3 separate regions of the Zea mays genome follow, and regions 2 and 3 are each linked to region 1. The links are chromatin contacts, called in public Hi-C maps. All regions are on one chromosome and are shown on one strand. Each heading gives the region's core, a stretch centred on a gene start, on an enhancer-like site or on the middle of the called end of the contact. The rest is flanking DNA. Distances are from core to core; before and after follow the strand shown.

What was found. Hi-C and Micro-C count contacts between places; a contact is called where the count stands out from the background.
Region 2: a Hi-C map of tassel shows a contact between it and region 1, with 2.1 times the contacts expected there. The contact joins the promoter of LOC542146 here to the promoter of LOC100193554 in region 1. A contact is called at or near these places in 2 of 25 Hi-C or Micro-C datasets (ear and tassel).
Region 3: a Hi-C map of tassel shows a contact between it and region 1, with 4 times the contacts expected there. The contact joins the promoter of LOC100276311 here to the promoter of LOC100193554 in region 1. A contact is called at or near these places in 2 of 25 Hi-C or Micro-C datasets (ear and tassel).

What each region holds. Positions count from the first base shown.
Region 1 is chr3:168,892,108-168,896,282 of Zm-B73-REFERENCE-NAM-5.0, reverse strand. LOC100193554 reads right to left here and starts at 2,684. Exons shown (of 1, transcript NM_001138665.1): 1 at 1,365-2,684. The coding sequence starts at 2,443. The coding sequence ends at 1,508. It also overlaps the pseudogene LOC103650864.
Region 2 is chr3:168,483,348-168,487,318 of Zm-B73-REFERENCE-NAM-5.0, reverse strand. LOC542146 (DEAD box RNA helicase 1) reads left to right here and starts at 1,706. Exons shown (of 10, transcript NM_001111771.2): 1 at 1,706-1,953; 2 at 2,033-2,460; 3 at 2,558-2,737; 4 at 2,832-2,993; 5 at 3,077-3,231; 6 at 3,322-3,414; 7 at 3,524-3,609; 8 at 3,719-3,945. The coding sequence starts at 1,898.
Region 3 is chr3:168,387,216-168,391,729 of Zm-B73-REFERENCE-NAM-5.0, reverse strand. LOC100276311 reads right to left here and starts at 2,765. Exons shown (of 3, transcript XM_008676455.4): 1 at 2,311-2,765; 2 at 1,089-1,144; 3 at 1-130. The coding sequence starts at 2,542. The coding sequence ends at 116.

The DNA of each region.
Region 1 (4,175 bases), core at 1,435-3,934:
AGATGAAGCTTCTCGTGGGAAAAATAAGTTCTTCTTGACGAAATGGTTTGGTTTTGGTTCAAAATAGTCTTTTTTCTCATTTCTATTAGTTTTATTAACAATTTAAATAATATGTCATGGATTTAAGAAGCATCATTATTTTAAGGAACAATTGGATCTATACCATTAAAAGATCCAAACTTTAGATATATACCATGGACCCCACATGTCATTGACTCATGTGGACCCACATGTAAGTGAGATAGTAATGGTATGGATCAAAGTGGTGATCTTTTAATGGTATGGATCCAAATTTCCCTTATTTTAAGGAAGTACCATGTGAAAAAAAACTTCTATAGATTCTGTTCATGTGAAAACCCGTTTGTGTTTGTAACTGTGTAAACTGGGCATTTGGTCAGATAATTTTACTTTTCCATGTTTACATGTGCTGGCCTATGTTATTGCAGCATTTCTATGTCCAAAGGTGGAAACTCTGGGAAAATCTAAAAGGCTTTCGATGAGAGCTACTAGCAGCATAACACAGATGCATATGGTTTCTTTGTTATAGATTCTGTGTCCCTAAACTGAAATCGTATCGACATGGAGAAAAAACAATTAGAATTAATAATCAGCATCCGGAAACAATTCTTTTTACTCTACTTGAATTGCCCATAAAACAGCAGTTTTTTCCCTGAACCCTATATCTATATGGTATCACTGGTGAAAATGCACATTGAGCGCCCCCCCCCCCCCCCCCCCCCAAACTATGTCAGTTTGTACAGCCAAACCTCAGTGCCTTATTGGGCTCCCTCCCAACTATTTCGATTCTAACTTGTTCAGATAAGCTTTTTATTCGAAGTTCTCTTCAATCTGATTCTGTTCGATCCTGATCCACGTTCACTAAAAGTACCGAATAAACACCTTCAGACTGATATATCTGTGAGATTTATATTGATTTGAGTGGATGAAGATGAGTAGATATGATGTGCAAATTGACTACCATTTCTTTCTGCGATTGTTTCTTTCATCTGTTAATAACATGCAGAGAAAATAAACTGATGAGGCGTTCTGAAATCTTATACTGGAATTCTGCGGGGTCCTCGTTCTTGAACGGAGCAAAATTAAAGGAATTAGGAGGAACATTTTTTTAAGAACTCAATAGTACTCCATGAGATGGGGGGAAGGGACCGGATCTTAGCTGGACTTTCCCAGGATAGATCAGCATGAATGCATGATTGGGAAAGGCATGGCACTGCGAATCCTGCCTGTCATGTTTCTGTATCAGGACCCGCCTGTTCCTAATCCCCAGGACTATCCTGTGCCCCTCCAGTCCGATCCTCCATGTGCACAACACACTCCCATAGTCCCATGGGAAGGAAGGAAAGGGAAAGGGAAAACGGCCCCAATCATTCATTTCGCATACACTTCCATCGCCCAATAATCCATCAGTTACATGATACGTATGAATTATTGGTTCATAACATATATGGTGAGGTGTCCAGTATAATGCAGGAACAGGAATCCTAGCTCACTCAAGCTTCCATGCGTACAGAAACAGGCAGAAATCAGAGTACTCATTGGTGGCGGACGGCAGCGGCTCGGGCTTGAAGATGAACAGCGCGTTCCTCACCCCCGTGCCAAAGATCCAGTCGTGCGCGTCCCAGTACACCTGCACCTTGAGCTGGTTGATGGAGATGCACTCGTTGCCCCTGAACTTCCACTGCAGGTGCCTGACGAGGACGTTGACGTAGCCGTCGATCTTGATGACCATGTCGACGTCGACGCCGCCGCCGCCGAGGTTGCTGCTGCTGCACTCGATGCTGATGTCGTGCAGCTTGCCCCTGTCGTGGAACCTGGCCTTGGTGAGGAACCGCTTCTTGCTAAAGACGTGCTCCTTCTTGCACACCAGTGCGGCGTCCCGCAGCGACGGCCGGGACCCGGTGCGCCGGAACGCCTCCTTCTTGAGGTTGCCGAGGAGGAGGACCACCTCCTCGTCCGACACCACGGCGACGTAGTAGTCGGACAGCGGCTCGGGCTCGTCGGAGTACCTCGCGCTCCTGAGGTCCCAGACCACGTCCACGGCCCTGCCGTCGACGTGGAACTGCTTGGCGCCGTACTTGCGCCAAAAGTGCCACGGCTGCATCTCCACCTTGCAGGCGGTGCTGCAGCCCTTGTTGGAGGACGAGGCCGCGCCACCGTCGGCGTCGCCCCACTCCCTGCCGCCGCCGCTCTTGTCCTTGCCGCCGCCCGCCGACCCTTCGATCGACACGGTCAGCCCGTGGGTGAGCAGGTTCCTGCACCACGTCACCGTCACCAGGCGGTCGTGGCCGGCGATTCCCGCGCGGTAGACCAGCGTCGCCGCGCTCTGCCCGGACCTGGTGGTGGCCGCAGCGGACGCCGGGACGTCCGGAAGCTTCTCGCCCGCCGAGAAACACGAAGGGACCGAGAACAAGTCCTGCATCATGTCGATGTGTTGTGGCTGGCTTTTGGTGGAACACAATGCAATCCTAGCTATCTAGTGTATCTATCTGGTCGATCGATCGACCAAGGGTATATATGATGCACCGGACCGGACCCTGAGAGTGAGATCGACACGACAGGCCGGGTGACTGAAGGAGGAAGAAGAAGATGGCTTTAGGGAGGGATAGGGACGACATGTAATAGGCCATGCAAAGTTATGGAGGTGGGCGAGAGGATGAGGCGAGGCGACCATGGGTTAGCAAACCGAGCTGGAAAGTGGGGAGGCCAAGTAAGTGAGCTGAGCTGTACAGCCCTCGTGGGTCGGAGGGAACAAACAGCCCTCGTCAGCCTCATGGGCGGGGTGTTGTTGGTGTTAAAAAACCGTAGGAACCTTCTCCGCTTGCGTCGCGTCGCGTCGAATAAATGCCCCATCTTTCGGGGACCAACCTTGTTTCCTTGCAGGCTGCAGCTGCCACGGTCCTTGCATAGACCGGTAACACTTAGTACAGGTTAAATTAGAGTCGATACTGATACAAACGTTACTATTACTACTGATTAAGGCCCTGTTTAGAACCTCTAAAATTAATAGTTACCTACTAAAAAAATTAGTCGTTGAGTTCTAAACATCCCCACCTAATATCGTATTTAATTATTAGCTATCTCAACAATTAATTCATTAGCTGACCTAACATATTTAGGGGGTGTTTGGTTAGATGGACTAAAGATTAGTCTCTAGTTTTTAGTCTCATTTAGTCCTTTTTTTTACCAAGCACTAGGACTAAAATATGAACTAAAATGATTTAGTCTCTAGTCTTTCATCTAGGTGCTAAAAGAGACTAAAGGCCCATAATTATCCTGTTGCCCAAACCTATCCCTAGCCTCTCTCGCACAGTTGCACGCAGTCTTCTAGTGTTCCAAGGGCATTTGAGTCTTTGGACAGCTACTATTATGACTTTAGAATATGTTTAGTCACTACAACCAAACAGATAGGGACTAAAGTTTAGTCCTAGGACTAATTGAAACCAAGCAGGGTCTTAATAATTTATTACTTAGCTAACTATTAGCTCTAGGGTTCTAAACAGTACTAAGCCGACTGATATTAATATTTTATTACGACTTATTTCCCTGACGTCACAAACAGATAGAAGGTCCGTTCACAGTGATTTTTAGATAAGGTGCTATCACTTTTTAAGACATTTGTAAGGAAAATGGACCCCGGGCCTTTTGGCTAATTGAGTTTTGGTGTTTGATGAACAACACAATCCGTGAACTAATAAGGTTTCTAGTGTTTGTGTTTGTAGTTCACAGGATGCGAAGAGGATTGGACCAAGGCAATGAGGATGCAACACCTCAAATGAAGACATAAAAAGATGCATAGAAGTCCAAGACTCAAGAACAAAAGAAGCCCATAGAAATCAGCAAAGAAACCTGAGAAGAGGGCTGTCAGCCAGCGCCTGGTGGCGCACCGGACAGTGCACAGTACCTGTCCGGTGTGCACCGGACTGTCCGGTGGGACAACCGGACGGTCTGCGCAGAGAGGCCGCAGGTAGGCGCTCTCAGGCTGTAGCACCGGACTGTCCGGTGTGCACCGGACTGTCCGGTGTGCCAACGGGCAGACGGCAACGGTCGAATCCAACGGTCGGATCCAACGGTCGACTGCTACAGACGCCAACGGTCGGCTGACATAGGCGCACCGGACATCTACTGTTCAGTGTCCGGTGGTGCACCGGACTGTC
Region 2 (3,971 bases), core at 457-2,956, 410 kb after region 1:
GTTGGAAAATCCAAAATGCTTTTGCAAACAGAACTAATTATGTCCATTTGGCTTAACACAGATAATCTTCTATTGTAAGAATATAAAGCATATAATATAATTGTTAATAAATACAAAAGAGGCATAAGATGATGTGAGAACAAGCACATGTTGGTCATTGAGTGCAAAATTAAATAAATCTCACTTCATTATATGTGAATAAAGCCTAGTTAACTACCGTAACACAGTCAAAGCATAAGTTACTTAAAGCAAATTCTTACCATAAATACAACATTATTAATTGATCCCAAATTAATCTGAGAAAAATATACGAGCAAACATAGTCTGCTCAACAATTTCAGTTGTCCAGAGATGTTTTCTCAAACCCGTCCTTATATATAGAAAAAAGCTAAGCTTGGCTTCATCACGCCGAAGCAGCTACAAAATAAAAGGAGTGGCATGGTTATCAATCCATTGTTATATGTATATCCTTATTACCAGGCATAACCAACAAAGAAATTCCTATTTTCTAGTTTTCTGTGATGAGGTGGTGGTAGGATAAGGGTGAGCAACAAACCGTGGGACCCGCCGAGCTGCTGCAGCGCCTGCAGGAACTGGTGGTGGAGCTCCGGGGCCCAGCACCGCCGCGCCTTTCGGCTGGGTGCCTGCGACGACAGCTGAGCCTCTTGTCCTTGCCGCCTTTGGTGTTGCTGGCCTTATTGTTCTCGGCTGTGTCGGTGTCGGTGTCGGTGGCGCCGGCCCTGTCGCAGCTGTCCCCGACCACGCCCGAGCTCGCCGCGACCGGCAGCTCCAGCTCCAGCTCGGCGCGCTGCTTCTCCTCCTTGTCCTTTTTCTTCTTCTCCTTCTCGAACGGCTGGAACGCGCCCCCGGGCTTCCTGCAGGCGTTGAGCGCCACCGGCCTGCACGACAGCAGCAACTCATCCTGGTGCTGCGGCGGGGAGGCGGAGGGCTGTTGCTGGTTACTCCAGAGCTGCACGGACTGCAGCCAGTCCGGCATCGCCTTCTTCGTCTCCGGATGTGGCAACCGCCTGCTGCTGCTGGCTGCTGCCGTCTCCAGATCTCCCACCGCCTCGTCGTCCTTGTCGGCATCGACGCCGAGGCCGGGGAGGCCGAGGGGGTTGCGGATGCGGATCTGGAGCCGCTCGGTCATGACTCCCGAGCATCACGCCGAGGCCGGGGAGGCCGGGGAGGCCGAGGGGGTTGTGGCGCCGATGACGGGGGCAGGGGGAGGCGCTGAGAACGGGGAGGACGCGAGGATGGGCGGCAGTGGCGTTCGCTGTAGGGGCGAGCGGGGCGGGGATGTTGAACTTGACGGGCGGCATGTGGGGGCACGCGGCGCCGCCGCGTCAGTCTCCTCCTGGAGGGGGCGCGTGGTAGCAATCGCGGCAACTATGGAGGGCGCGGGATCCGCAGCAGGGGCGAGATTCGGGGCGGGGGCGGCGGGGGACGGTGCCTGTGCGGTCGTGGGGGAGGGGCACAGCGGGGGCTGGCGGGCTGCTTCCTTGCGCGGGGGCTGGCGGGCTGCTTCCTTGCGCGCGCGTGGGAGGGTGCGGGGGCAGGCGAGGGCAACCTAGATGTGGACGCTGATGGTACTATCTTAATAGAGTAGTATAGATTCCCGCAGAAAATAGGGATGATGTCCCGTGGTGAATTACGGTGAAATAAAATCCGACACGGTATTCTCCGTTGCATCCCTATGCACGTGGGTCACGCGAACCGACCCTGTCCGTTCCCGCACGCCACTAGCAAAAGCCACACCCAACAAAAGGTAAACCACCGCGTCTCCGCCCGCCGCCGCCCGCAGATCCATCCCCTCCCGGCCTCCCTAGCCTTTCCCCTCGAGCACGTCAGCGCCCTCGCCCTGCTCTGTCGGCCGGCCAAGCTCCTCACCGGCGCCATGAACCCGTATGATCTCCGCTTCGCTGACCCCTCATCCTACCACGACAGGCGCAGGTACGGCAACCCTAATTCTAGCTCTCCCGATCTGATTTGAATTCGAAGGTGACCCGATCGATTTGAGTTCCGCATGTAGCGACTTGACCGTGGCTCCTACGTTCGCTCCGCCGGCTCCCGTGGCTGCGGCGAACCTGAACCCTTACGCCGCCGCCTACCCGCTGCCTGTGCCCGTTCCCGTGCCCGCGGCCCCCGCGGGCGGCGACTACCAGCGCTACGGGCAGGGAGGCAGAGGCCGTGGTGGCGGTGGCAGAGGCGGTGGAGGAGGGTACGGAGGTGGCGGCAGAGGAGGAGGTCGCGGGAGGGACGGGCTTGACTCGCTCGCCCTCCCTAAGCCGGACTTTCGGAGCCTGATACCGTTCGAGAAAAACTTCTACGTGGAGTGTCCCTCCGTCCAGGCAATGTCGGAGGCGGATGTGGCGCAGTACCGCCGCCTCCGGGATATCACCATCGAGGGCCGGGATGTGCCCAAGCCGGTTAGATACTTCCAGGAAGCCAACTTCCCAGGTTTACTCTAGTTCCAGTGTTTCCTGTGCGTGTGTCCGTTGAAAATAACGCAATACCTGTGATTTCTTACACTACTGTTTCATGACTCTTTTGACAGATTACTGCATGCAAGCTATTGCCAAATCTGGATTTGTGGAGCCAACACCTATTCAATCTCAAGGTTGGCCTATGGCTTTGAAGGGTAGGGACCTGATTGGTATCGCTCAAACAGGCTCAGGGAAAACATTATCTTATCTGTTACCTGGGTTGGTTCATGTTGGTGCCCAGCCTCGGCTAGGTTGGTTTCCTATAAACTTGCTGTGAGCTTTCTGTATGTTTTCTGACTGTGTCCATTTCCCTTTTAATATTATTCGTTATTCTAATTCCTGTAGAACAAGGCGATGGCCCAATTGTATTAATTCTCGCTCCCACGAGAGAACTGGCTGTTCAAATACAGGAAGAATCTACAAAATTTGGATCATATTCAAGAACTAGAAGCACATGTGTCTATGGTGGTGCACCTAAGGGTCCACAAATACGGGACCTTAGAAGAGGTACCTGCACACATCTGTCCACTTTAATTCTTTTTAGATGAATGCCTTTTAAACTCAATGCAATCTGTCATTTGCACTTTTAGGAGTTGAAATTGTCATTGCAACTCCTGGCCGGTTGATTGATATGCTGGAAGCTGGTCACACAAACCTACGTAGAGTGACATACCTTGTGTTGGATGAGGCGGACCGGATGCTAGATATGGGGTTTGAGCCCCAAATTCGGAAAATAGTAGCACAGGTACAGTTTCGTTTAGAAATGCAGAATTCTTACTAATATCTATTGTCTTGCCTAGCTCTAATGCTTGTCCAACACTTCTGCTATCCTTAGATCCGCCCAGACAGGCAAACCTTGTACTGGAGTGCCACATGGCCTAGAGAAGTTGAAGCCTTAGCAAGACAGTTTCTACAAAATCCTTACAAGGTGCACGATCTCTTCTGTTATTGTTATTTTCTGGTTCTTTTATTGCCATGTTGTATTGAATTGATTTTGACAGCCCTTCTCTTAACTTTTAGCTTATATTGTAATGCAGGTAATCATAGGCTCACCTGAACTTAAAGCTAATCATTCCATACAACAAATTGTTGAAGTTATTTCAGATCATGAGAAGTATCCAAGGTATGTATGGTTGACGGTCTTTTGACTAAAAACTTTTATGCTCACTTACTATGCTACTTTCGATTACAAATGGACACGGTGTGAGTTGATTTTCACCTCTTTCCCACAGACTCAGTAAGCTCTTGTCTGATCTAATGGATGGGAGCCGTATCTTGATATTCTTCCAAACAAAAAAGGATTGCGATAAGATCACCCGGCAGCTTAGAATGGATGGGTGGCCAGCATTATCTATACATGGTGATAAAGCTCAAGCTGAACGGGACTATGTTCTTGCAGAGTTTAAGAGCGGCAAGAGCCCCATAATGGCTGCCACAGATGTGGCAGCACGTGGTCTTGGTATGATGATTTATTTGAATATTAGG
Region 3 (4,514 bases), core at 1,516-4,015, 500 kb after region 1:
TTATTACAAAATAAAAGAATAAATATAAAATGAACTAAGGATCGTCGGCGCCAATGTCAACTGAGAAACGCCACCTAGATCAGATCATACTCCTCGATACGTGGCTCCTCCTGAATCACCTGTTCTTCTCCTGTGGGGGGTGTGAGACAGCAAGGGTGAGCTCACACATGTTCATCGCTCAACAAGTTGTGGGGAATAATGTGACATGAACTCACAAAAGGTGGGAGTTTATGAAGTGTAAGGCTGATCAACAATAGAGGTTAAAGCTGAGCATTGCTTTTATAAGTTGGTCAAAATTTTATTAGCAGTTACTAAGTGTAAGTAAATACCAAACCTTAAATAAAGTAATAGAACAAAATTAATAAATAATCCCATGCATATGCAAATGACAAATTGAGTTTAGATTCCATAATTTAATCATCGGAGAGTCCTGAGCCGCTCATGACCGTGAGCTCGGCTAGTATACCAGTTTTTCACTCTGCAGAGGTTGTACCCTTTACCCACAAGTCATGTTTCCCATGTCGCCAGGGTTAGCTAGGCCCTTAGACACTACCAAGGTGAATGGCTAGGGATCCACTACGAGGCCTTTGCAAAGTTCCACTAGCTTCCGAAAACCCGCTACAGTTTATGGGAAGAGCACTTGCAAGAATCTCCCGTCCGACCGCCATCGCAGCAAATCAACCCGAGAACCTCCTTGCATGCAACTTCCCTACTGCCCTTGCCCCTTTCGGGTAAGGTAGTCTTCCACTAGCTTTCCTAATTAGTCAGCCAAGGGCGTCCCATTAAACCCTTGTGGCGGCACGTGTTTCTCAAGTTAAGCTCCATGTTCCAATTAACAATAATATAATGATCTTGACATGAACATAAATAAAATAACATAATAACTGGAACATGGATATAATAAATAATTATCCCAAAATCATGTAAAGCAATAGCAAAAACTACCCATGTGATTCAGGGGTAAACAAGGTAATGAGATAAACAATCTAGGGTGACCTATTGGGTCCCATCAAAATTAGACCTATGCATGGTAAATGATTACAAAGAACATTATTGGGTAACAAAAGTGAATCAAGGGCACAACTTGCCTGGCACTTGAGATTCCAGTTACCAGGGTGATTCTTCAGATCCTCGTGACCACACGCTAGTCGTAGCAATACAAACAAACATGATATAGACAAAATTAACATCACACCAAACATAAGTACAAACTGAATAATAATAATCTACACGTCGCTACAAGATCGTGGGAACGAGAACCACTAAAATTGGAGTTACGATTAAGGAGTTATGATTTTATAGAGAATTTATGTGATTAAAATATTAAACTATATTATAATTTGGTTAATATAAATCATATGAGAGGTTATTCTATAAATAATTATCTCAACTTTAATCTAAGTTATAAATTGACCATAGATCTTATTCTAGTAGGTTATAATGATAAAGAGATTAACAAGACTAACCAACATAAGTTAAATAAAGATCTAGTGATAAAATAATGAGACATGGTATAAGAAATGTTTTTATTGTATAGAAAACATTTATACGAGACTAACGCAACTTGAACGGATCAAATCGGAATCATAGATTTTAAGTTATGAATTCCCAAAGTTCGTATGTGCTTGCTACAAAATTATTTGAGTAATCATGTCTGGTATGGGTTTCATGCTAAAACAGTGCTACCAAGTAATAGACAATATTAATATAAAATTATAGGAAGTGGAATGGACTAAAAAGGATTTAATATGAATTTTCTATGATTTATACAAGTTTCTACCATTATTTTTGTATTAAAAATGAATTTAAAATGAATTTCTCTGATTTTATTCGCTGTCTGGACTGTGCGCATGAATTCAGAGAATAACAGAGGCTAACACGTAAATTTCTTAAGACTCAGTGAACAGTCCTATGGATTGCGAGTTGAATCTAAAATAACAGATGGGTTCTTTAATATAATTGTCGAGGCCGAAGGGGTATTGCGCGACCTGAGCCGCTTGATCTGTTTTCAAGGGACCAGATTAGATCGAACCACATCCAAACCGGTATGCCAGGTTTTAATCTGAGTCGCAACTTGCCAGATCCACGGTTCAGATTTCCCCGCTCGAAGGGTTACGCGCGACGTGATCACGACCATTGAATACCAATCAATGGCCATCGGTTCATCTTTAACCCCTGTCCGTCGAATACGCTGGCGAGGGAGACCGCTCAAGTAGCCGCCATTACCACGGCGCTTCAGGTGCTCCCAAAGCCTAACCGAATACAACTAATCTACGTGAAGGAAACAGGTAAGCAATCAAGAGTTCTTACCAGTTTCAGAGCCCGCGCAATCACGAGAGTCCCGGCCGCGGAGAGGTCCCGCATCCGACTGGTCCTTTGTGACATCCATTGTGCTGGTGCGGCCGCGCGCATGCAGTTGTCGCGGGGCACGGTTGCTATCGCATAGGAGCGTTCCCGGCCGCCATCCTCTGCCAAGAACAGCTTCAGTGGCCTCCGGCGAATCACCCAGCCCCGTTTGACACCGAGCGGCAGCATGGCCCATGGGTGAGGATGGAAGCCTCCACCTGTGGTTTCTCTCTCGCTCACGTGGTTGTTTCTGGGCTGGGTTTTGCGGTACGTGGCTTCTACCATGCAGAGCTGTGGCTTCCTTTTTTTATGGACGAGACGTGGGGCTGCTCAGCTGTATTTAGCTCCAGGCGAACGGAAGAAACAGACTTTGGCGCTCGACGTGTGGCTATGGAGATAGAGGCTGGGAGTCTGCGGAGAAAAGGTCTAGCTGAGATCCAGTGCATGCGGGTGGTTGTAACAGCTTCAGGAAGAAGCCGACTGCCTGCATGGCCCCAGCCCCCATGCGCGAGCGTCACTTGTGCGGCGTGAGGGATGTAATGCATGATGCCATGCTCATGTCGTGCTGAGGCAAGTGACCAGAGAAATAATAAACAAAGGACTTGTGGCCTAATCCTAGTTGATCGGCTGGTGCTTTTAATCCCAAAGCAGTTAGTGTTCTGTTTTTTTTTTTGCGTCTCCATTTTTCACAATCGAAATTGAAATCGGATTTAGATAAAGTTCAAATTTCAAGCTTAATTCAAATGCTCGATCAAAAAAAATCCAGAATGCCATGCAAATTTTATTTATTGATTGACTAATTATTCACCTAGATAAATGCTTCTATATACATAATTTCATAAGAGAATAATTCACATATATTTTTTTTATTTTAGGGTAGTATTATTTTTGAATGTGCAGACAAATTAAAAGTTATCTCAAAATAAATGTACATCACTTATTTGCCATTTTTAGGGGAATAACCTCTAGTGTAAAATATTTATTAAGAGATTGGTCAAATATATAGCAAGTTTTTTTTTTATTTCTATTTTCCTTTGCACGTCCAAAGTTTCAAATTTGATTCAAATTAATTTTTTTCTGTATTCACAAAATCGAATGCAACAACCAAAACTCCAATATGCTCTCAAAATTAAACATTTTATTTAGTATTTTATTTAATAATCCCAATGCATGATTCACGCAAAAATAAGTATTTTTTTAGAAGAAGTGTATAACCTTTATCAAGATATGTTTTAATTAAGAGTACTTATAAATATATAGTTCAACAAAGTAATAACTAAATTCATATAGGGATCCTTTTATTTAATCTTTGTTAGCCAACAAATTAAATTTAGGAGATGTTACTTGAACAGTAAGAAAATTCTTATTAAAGATATTTTGTTTCAAAAACCCTTGGATAATTTTATGAATTTCTAAAATAGAATTTTGGGTACTACATCGGCTCGGCTCGTTTCCACCCCTAGACATGACTATTCGCCCTAGTCCTGGAAAAGAGCTGAAAATAACAAAAGATACCGTCAGGTTGATATTGGGTTTGCCTAGCGCCAGCGGTGGTAGAGATTTCACTGATTGGTACGGGGAAGTTGATGCAACATCAAAGCTCAGACGAGATTTGAAAATATCAAAAGATGAGTTCGATGTAGTGAAGCTGTAGGACAAACTTGTTGAAGGAAATGATGATCAGTTGTCCATTCGCTGTTTCTTTCTTATACTATTCAACCGCCCATTGTTCTCATTACAAACAATGAAGTGTTAATGACTAAAAACATGGACCACATGGCTGACATTGACCGGTGCCAGTTGCTATATACTGACCTATGTGACACTGCCAGCCAATGGCATAAGAGGAGTACTATATACATTTTATATCTTTATTTTCTCAGATATACTACCTGTATCACCTGATGAGCCCTTCATCCCCAGAAAACAAGTACGAACACCTCGTATTAAGTTTTTTGATAAAGAAACAATCATAGATTTGATCAGAGCTGATAAGAGGAGGCCCCGTCAATCCGGGGAACCTTTTGGCCACTGTGAGGTAAGACCGTTTTTTTTCTTAACATGAGTAACTACTTGTATAGATAACATGTTTACAGATACTAATATTTTTTTATCTTATTTGCCATCTGTTCTGTAGTACGAGCGAGACATGCTACGTTGCTGCGCCA